Linked DNA regions of Sus scrofa: region 1 is linked to region 2. A link is a contact called in public Hi-C data. All regions are on one chromosome and are shown on one strand. The core of a region is the stretch at or near the end of the contact, and the rest is flanking DNA. Distances in the headings are between cores, read along the strand shown. Region 1 holds the start of SMC5 (structural maintenance of chromosomes protein 5). Region 2 has its middle 26 kb from the start of MAMDC2.

Region 1 (4,229 bases), core at 872-3,371, 46 kb before region 2:
ATTTCCAATTCTCTCTCCTGTTCACATTTTCCAGTAAGCTCCAAACACTTAGAAATATTGCCTATAGGAGTTCCCTTGTGGTACAGTGGGTTAAGGATCTGGTGTTGCCATGGGAGTGGCTTGGGTTGCTGTTGTGGCATGGGTTTGATCCCCGGCCTGGGAACTTTGCATGCTGTGGGTACAGCAAAAAACCAAAAACCCTCCCTACAGAAATCTTTTAGATGTCCCACAGGAAACTTCAAGTCACAGGTTCCAAAAGGCATTTATTATCTTCCCCAAACTGTTCCTTCTACTGAATACCACTATAAATGTCCAATTCTCCAAGGCAGAGACTTAAGAAAAATGCTGCATCCTCCCTTACTATCATGCCTCACAAATAATCTGCAGCCGGACCCTGTCAAATCTCTTCTTTCTGCTCCCACTTTCCAGCGTTAGGGTCAAACTCTGAATCATCTCTGCCCTTGTATTGTAAAAGCCTTGTTGCCTTCACTTTTGCACCTTTTCTAAATGATCCTTCACAATGCTGCTGAAGTAATATGTCACATGTCATGCATGCACTTAACCTGGCAACCTACAGCATAGAACTGGAATTCCTCAGCATAGGAAACACAGACCCCCAAGAGTTGTCTTCAGTATAAACCCTGTTCACATATTCACATCCTGTGCTCTAACCATATTAAAATACTGGAAACTTCTTAATCATAACCATTTCAGGTAATTCCTTCTGTCAGCAATGCTCTTCCTTTTTAAGAATGTCATAATCTCCAGTACAAAGCCCTTCTCACAGTTGTGGACAAAATTAACCATTTTAGCCATTGCTCCCCCCTTGCATCCTGATGCACATATGTTATTAAGGCAAATACTTCGTTTGATTATATTTATCTTTCCTGATTTGGATTCAAACAACAATTCCGCTACTTATTAGCTGTGTAAACGTGGGCAAATTAACCTCTGAGCTTATCAATGGAAATAATATAAAGAGTTGTTACCAGGAAAGAATGAGAGCATTGTGTAAATAAAGCACCTACTTCTATAGCACATGACAGATGTTTGAAAAATAATGTTAGTAATGTTACTGCAATTCTGTTTTCCCTATGTTACTCTGCGCAAGCTTAAAAAAAAATAAATCTTAAATGAACTTTAAGGTGCTAAACAGATACACGGTATTTGTGTTAAAACATATTTAAAAATTCTACAGTGAGTATTATGGTTAGTTGTCTGAAGGGATAAAAAAGGAACCAGAAAGCCAGATTTGAAAGGGTCAAGGGTCTTCTGGGAGCGCAATAACTGAGAGTAAGGCTTAATTTTCAGGTACATTTCAACCTCCATTAGGAAACCTTCACCATCTTTGTCCACCTAGCAACTGCCTACTCTTCACGAATCTGTCACGGCATCACTGCCGTTCTGATTTAACTGTTGCTTCCTCTGAGTTCCCAAGAACCACAGTTTTGCCAATTACAGATTACGTCCTACCTCTACAGGCTGTGACTCCCAGGGGGCAGAGATCGAATCCCTACTACGTCCACTGCCCGCCATATGACGTCTTCAAACAACATTGGCGTTAAGAATTAAAAAAAAACATATCACCCAAGACACACTCCTACCACATCGACACACACGTCAATCTTCATGGCCGACGAATAAAACTCCTGACGGCAATCTCAGCACGAATTTACTGTTAAACCCACAAGCCAGGCACACATCCACCCACCTACCCCTGCACGCATGCAGCCTGCGCCCCCAGCCCGAGGGCCCGCTCGCCTCCCCAGCCCGGCCTCTGGCCACTCACAGGAAGTTCTCCATCGCGATGCGGACGATAGAGCCTTCTACGAAAGGCCCTGAAGACTGCAGCGGCAGTGGAGGCGGCGCCGCCGGCGGGGCCGAACTCTTTTTCTTGCTCGGGACCTCCGACGAGGGATCTCTGGGGAGAGCTCTCTTGGAGGCCAGGGGGATTGGTGTAGACGTTTTCTTGCTCGGTGTCGCCATTCTGGCTTCCTTTCCTTCTTGAGCTGGCTTCCGTTCCCACCGACCTGCAGCCCCTGCGCTCCAGCGCCCGGCTCCCGCGCGACCTGCCCTGGCGCGCGACTCCCCCACCCCCTGCCGGGAGCCCGCCCTCGCGCCTGCGTAGTTGAGATCGCTGGCGTCAGCGGTCACGCACCGCCCAGTGCTGGGCCTGGAAGGCCGAAACCCTTGCGAAAGCGGGGGTGGAGCTGGGGGAAGCTGCTTCCGGTCACTTTTCTCTATGTCTGTATACTTTGAGAAGTTTTGTTTTGGTTTTGTTTTTTAACTCAAAAAAAGACATCAGTTGCATTTAGTATTTTGAAAGCCTTTTCAGTGCTCTGAGGAAACATCCGGGAGAGAAAGGAGGACGGTGTTTGTGATGGCACCTCGTGTGGGCAACGTCAGACCCCATTGGTGATGCTCGGAGTCTGCCCTCGGTTCGGGCCTCTTCGTCTTCTTTCTTTGTTTTCAAGCAGGTTCCCATGTCCAAAAAGAAAGAAAAGAAAGGAAACTCTTCCAAATGGCTCTATGCCTTCCTCTCTCTTAAAGCATGGCGCTATGGTCTCCTGCACTCTCCAACTGGTAGAAAGACTGCACCACACAGATTCTCCTCATTGACTGTCCATCCCCTCGTTAATTCCCTTTTAAGACTCCCTCCCTCGAAGTTTCCGGAAACCCCGGAGCTCCCTGGCATGGTGTAGAGGGTGTTCCACTTAAACTGGCTCACATTTGTCTAATTAACCTCCCTTTTAAGATGAGCTTCCTGCGACCTACTTATGTGTCATTCCTCAACTGATAATGTCTAATCTACCAGAGGCTGGGTTGTGGCCTTGAGGGAGTGAGTGGAGAGATAGAAAAAGAACAAGTTAACCTAATTTCTGGCGGAGATAGATGCTCAGAAGAGAAAAACAGAATGAATGTGATGGAGAGGCAGGGAAGGCCTGTCAGAGGGAGTGATATTTGGGCTAAACCCTGAAGGCGAAGAAAGAGCCAGGTGTGGAAATAAGAAAAGAGCATTCTGGGCAAAGACAAAGGCTGTGGTTGGGGGAGTAAACCATGGAAGGAGTTAACAAAGGGAAGGCTGGCAGTAGAACCCTGATTTCTGACTCCTGGACCAATGCTCCTTTTCCAGGTTTCTGATTCTTTCTCTCACAGGAGTGAAATCCACGCTCTCAAAGTTATAATCAACGAAAAAATGAGTTGGAAAAACATGTAAAATTTTCATGGTTATTAGGAAAAAAATATATATTTATAAAATTTTGACTTTGCTTGCAGCATGAAGTTCCCAGGCCAAGGATGTAACCTGCACTATAGCTGTAACCACGGCAGTGACAATTCTGGATCCTTAAGCTGCTGAGCCACCAAGGAGCTCCACAAAAAAATTTTAAATAGAAATTAAAGAAGAATTTTGAAACTTCTGAACAGGAAATAATAAAGATAGTGTTTAGGAGGGCACTATACCGTTATATGCTACACTGCTAGTAGAAATTGTTTGAAAAGTAACTTGGTACTCTGCTTCAAGAGCCTTTGATGAGTCAATTTCTTTGGAGAAATAGTTGTATTTGGGAAAATCTACCCTAATAGTAAAATAATACAGGCAGCAGTAATAGGAGTTAAGAGTGGGGAACCAATATAACCATCTTTATACCATCAACAGTTCTTCAGTGAATTAATCAAATTATGCTTATAAACTTGAAAGTTGGGAAAGGGCCTCTGAACTTGTGATGACCCCACAAATGTGCACACACTATGCGTTCTTGCCTGAGCACCGCCAGTCATGCTCTACCACCATCTTTTGAAAAGGAAAATGTTACTGGTTTTGCTTCTAACCACAAAAGCAATAAGTGTTAAATGCAGAAATTTGGGGGACACAGAAAAAAACATACACAAACGGAAAACTTATAATTCCTCTACCCAGACTAATCACTGTTAAGATTTTGATGTGTTTTAACATCCTCTTTCCATATGTATATACTATGGTCCTTCTGTGTTAAAAAAAAAAAATACTGCACAAATTATGTATCCTGTTATTTAACCTTTTTCTCAATATATTATGAATATCTTTCCATGCCATTAAGTATTTTTCTGTGACATAGTTTCAACTATATAGTATTCTATCAAACAAATATACTGTAATTGATTTAAATACTTCTCTTTTGTTGGACTCTGTGTGACTGAAGTTAGCATGAACCAGGGATATGCTGGCATGTTACACTAGCTCAGTGCTT
Region 2 (4,362 bases), core at 1,718-4,217:
AATTCTAAAACTTACTACCCAGCTCTACAGAGAAGCAGTTTTGGCAAGAAAAGCAAAGGACAGACTAGCACAGATTAAATGTATGTGGTATGTTCTTAGAGAAATAAGACATGCTAGAAATTGGCCTGGGAGATAAAGCAAGCTGAAATCACAGCTGTCTTACCTGAAGACCAGCAGCTTCTCAATTCTATTGTAATGTCATCCAGGGCTACAAGCCCACAGTCCCAAAAACTTTTGCATAGGCTCATGAAAACCACCTGCAATTTAGAAAAATAAAACTATGAATTCTGTTAAATTAAAATCGGTAACTCTTACAACCTGAAATAAACTTAGCACAATAAGTGTGCAAAAGCAAACTACAGGCACCTCCTCTTTGTCCATGAACTACAGATCACAGTGGCGTGAGTAACGGTTAACCACTTATATGTGACCCTGGATTCACTTTTATTTTTTTTTTCCAGTAGAGTCAAGTTTACAATGATAAACTATATATGCTAATGCTGAAATTAGTTTGCATTTTTAAAGAACTGAGAGAGGAAAGCAAGAGGTTAACTGGGTGGCAGAGGAACACTAGTCAGGTTTTAAATATTTTCTCCAGATAATCCACAAAGTGCCTACAGGGTTGATGGTAGTCCAAGCATTTTTATAAACATTTCCAGTGCAAACATTGTGGATTTTTTGAAAATGATTTTCTGGCAATGGGCTTCATTCATATAGCGAACAAAGTCTCAGTGATTTGCCATCTGGAGACTTAAGTTCCATTTCCAAAATAAAGATCTATATTCCTGGAGGTTATTGCTAATAAAAGCCCTAAGTGCAGTTATTTTACCAGGCTAATCATTTTTACTGTTGTATGTGAAGGAAAAATAAATCTCTATCATAAATTATTAAATTCATTGCACCAAAGAGAGAGAGAAAAGTCTTAGATTTTTTTCCATTAAGCCACTTTAAAAGTCTCCTTTTCACATATAGGATGAACAAAGAGCACTTTTCAAAACATTTATATTAGATTTTCACTGTAGTCTGCAGTTTACAAAGTGGCTTCACATGTATAACCTAATGTTTAACGAACACAACTGAGAGCTGAGAGATTGAACAGCCTATGTTCAATCCCTCAACTATAAATCTTAATATAAACAAAGACATAGAGAATATAATCCAAATTATGAATAATGAGGAAATCTGATTTTTTTAGGTTCCAATATTCAGTGTGCTATGAACTCAATTTACAAATATTATCAGTACATTTCCTTTATTTTTTGATGATCAGAGCCACCAGAATATAGAATTCATTTAAAAAGAAATTTTAAAATCACATGCAGTTTACCACTATGCAAAATATAAAAGGTTGTAAGCCAGTATCTTCAGAATAACTACTAATTGTAAGATGTGTGAAAGTTTACTTATTTAAACTTTTTATGTATTTATATTACTTTAAATTATAAAAAGGATAGTTTGAAGATGTAATAATACGTAAGTACATATACTTACAATGAACAAAATAAAAGGGGGTGTTCTGGGTTTTTTGTATAACTTCCATTAGTTTTCTTATCTCTATGGATCTCCAAAGGAGGATTTTATTTGTAGGATTTATGCGTGTGAACTTATTCCCCACTTGCAAAGCGGTTTATGCTATCAGCCCTGAGTGCAGTTATATTTTATCAGCAATTCTTCGTGTTATACAGGAGGGAATAATAATCTGTCTTATAAATTACTGAATTAATTGTGGTACAGAGAGAAAAGTCTTGGCTTTCTTTTCCTTTTGTGGCTTTAAAGTCTATTTTTGACAAAAATAGTGATAAAGTACTTTTTCAAAATGAATCTGTGGCAGTGAAATGATTCACTGTATAAACTGTTAACGTATATTAGACTCAAACAATTGGCATGTAAACATGTCCTAAAGAGAAGAAATGTTAATCTGCTTTCACATGTTGACTACAGCATTATTTCATAATGACCATAAGACCAAGCGAGCAAGCAAACAAATGAAATAACCTAAGATTTCAAAAATAGGGGAAATAAATAAACTACGATGCTTCAATCTAAGAAAGGCAATCATTCACTCTGATAGCTTATGAATATTATTTAGTAGCAGAAATATATATTCCACTCATAATTAAAATGAAAAAAGAAGGTTTTAACAGATAAAATACAACAAAATAAGACAAATTATATCTAATTCATCTAAAAATACATTGGATAAAATCTTTAACATTACCGAATGCCTAACAATTCTGTGAAGGATCATAAAATTATGGGTATTGAACAGAATTTCCTTTTATTTTCTAACCATTCTTTAATTTTGTTATATTTATAATTGAGAAAAAAGAAGATTCAAGTTATCTATAATTAAGATGTGGAATAATGAGTTACTGTTTTTCAGATTGGCATTATTTACTACAGTAGTCATGAGCACATGTGGTTATATAAAATAAAATTAAATAGAATTAAAAGTTCATTTCCCTTAGGTGCACTAACCACATTTCAAGTGCTCAGTAACCACAAATAGCTAGTGGTCAAGTGAGTTGGACACGGCAGTTATGCAAACTTCCTCATTGCAGAAAGTTCCACGGGGTAGAGCTTCCTGGCTCCTTTTGGACATGCCAAACAAATGTGTAAACTGCCACAGAGGGTTAAACGAAATGCTGAAGATGTTCTGGACCACGGTAAGTCACTAGGTTATTCCTATCTTAGAAGATTTTCTACACTTACAATACTGGCCAGGCCACATGTTGTCCTGTCTGATAAAAGATCTGCAAATTCAGCCAGCTATGTACTAGATTCAAACTGTGGGCTCAAACCTCAGATCAGTTTGCAGTTGTCTATCTGCATTCCAACACACAAAAGAAACAGGACCAGATTAATTTCAGTCTAACACATTGGATTTCCACCTGCTATTAATAATGCTCATAATGTCAGCTCCTATTCTTGTGCTGCCTTCTTACATTTTGAGGCTGCTTGAGGTGCAGAGGTTATTTTAGGGCAGTTGGTGATTAGGTAAGCTGATGACTAGGCCTGGCTGACACAGGCAAAGAGAAAGCCAAACATTTTGGTCTGTTCTTAAGAAATCTGTCCCTGGGTCCTGTTACGAATGTGACAAAAAGGAAATTGCCCATTTCCTTAACCTCTCCTTTCTTTATAGCTCTTTTTCAAAAACAGTGCTTATTTCATTTTAGTCAGTATTTCAAGACACAGAGAATATCTCTAGAGACTGGGAAAAAAATCTTACGCACTTTGAATATATACTATTGCCTATGTGAGAGGGGAAAAGAAGAGGGACAAAGTAAAATGCTATCCCTTAGACAGGTGTTCCTGATACTTTGCAGACCTCTTAAGAGTTAGGGTTAAGTTAGCTTTGTGTAAATCAATTTGTTTCAGTTTAATACAGATTCCAGTCCTTAGGGATTGGTGATATTTAAAAATTTTTGTTTTGATTGAGAATATTAAGTAAAAACTGATTTCAAATTTACCTAATTTTGGAAATAAAAATAGGCACTGAATGGAGAGCAATTAAAAACACATTTGTGGAGTTCCCATCATGGCGTAGGAGGAAAGGAATCTGACTAGGAATGGTGAGGTTGCGGGTTTGCTCCCTGACCTCACTCAGTGGGTTAAGGATCTGGTGATTAAGTGAGTTGTGGCATAGGTCACAGATGTGGCTCAGATCTGATGTTGCTACAGCTGTGGTGTAGGCTGGCAGCTGTAGCTTTGACTGGACCCCTGGCCTGGGAACCTCCACATGCCGTGGGTGCAGCGCTAAATAAATACATAAATAAATTAATTGAAAATAAAAAAAAATTGCAAACAATTGTAAATATAGTCAAGGAAGGATCAAAATATGATTTAACTTACTTTTTATCATACTTAAAACAGAATTGCACGTGATCATTTATTTACTATTGATATTTGGGGCTAGATAGTTCTTTGCTGTGGGTCACTGCCCTGTGCACTGCAGGATTTTAAGCATTCCTGGTTCCTACCCACTAGATACCAATATCATTCACAAGTCATAACATGTTGGAGAAAACATGTCTCCAAACATTGCCAAAGGTCCCTTTGAGGATGTGGAGGGGGTGGGGCAGGCAGGGGCAGGCAGGGGCAAAATCTCTGAGATTTTGAGAGAACCAGTGATCGAGGGGGTAGAAAACTGCTGTACTTTCAAATCCCACTTGCTCAGCTCCTATTACATGTAGTCCCTATGTGAGTCGCTTTCAAGATCTGGACCTCCTTTTTGGATTCACTGTCAATTTCAAACTATTCATTCTCTTCAGTCAAAGCAGGACAGTTGTTTACATTATAAAAAGGGACTGGATGGAATTAGTTTTCTCTTCCTCTGCACATCACCAGGTGGTGGTTTTAACG

Evidence for each region. Hi-C and Micro-C count contacts between places; a contact is called where the count stands out from the background.
Region 1: a contact with region 2 is called in a Hi-C map of skeletal muscle, with 2.1 times the contacts expected there. The contact joins the promoter of SMC5 here to the enhancer-like site in region 2. A contact is called at or near these places in 2 of 47 Hi-C or Micro-C datasets (fibroblasts and skeletal muscle) and 2 of 2 datasets of contacts at active chromatin or transcription factors (alveolar macrophages and skeletal muscle).

The regions. Positions count from the first base shown.
Region 1 is chr1:223,558,163-223,562,391 of Sscrofa11.1, reverse strand. SMC5 (structural maintenance of chromosomes protein 5) reads right to left here and starts at 2,121. Exons shown (of 24, transcript XM_021064744.1): 1 at 1,790-2,121. The coding sequence starts at 1,986.
Region 2 is chr1:223,513,131-223,517,492 of Sscrofa11.1, reverse strand. No RefSeq gene overlaps it. Among named protein-coding and RNA genes, the nearest start is that of MAMDC2, 26 kb to the left of the region's middle. Within about 2 kb of position 2,967, at least 10 of the 83 cell types and tissues checked have an H3K27ac peak or open chromatin away from gene starts, as enhancers often do. A contact at or near this core is called in alveolar macrophages and skeletal muscle, where this site is marked.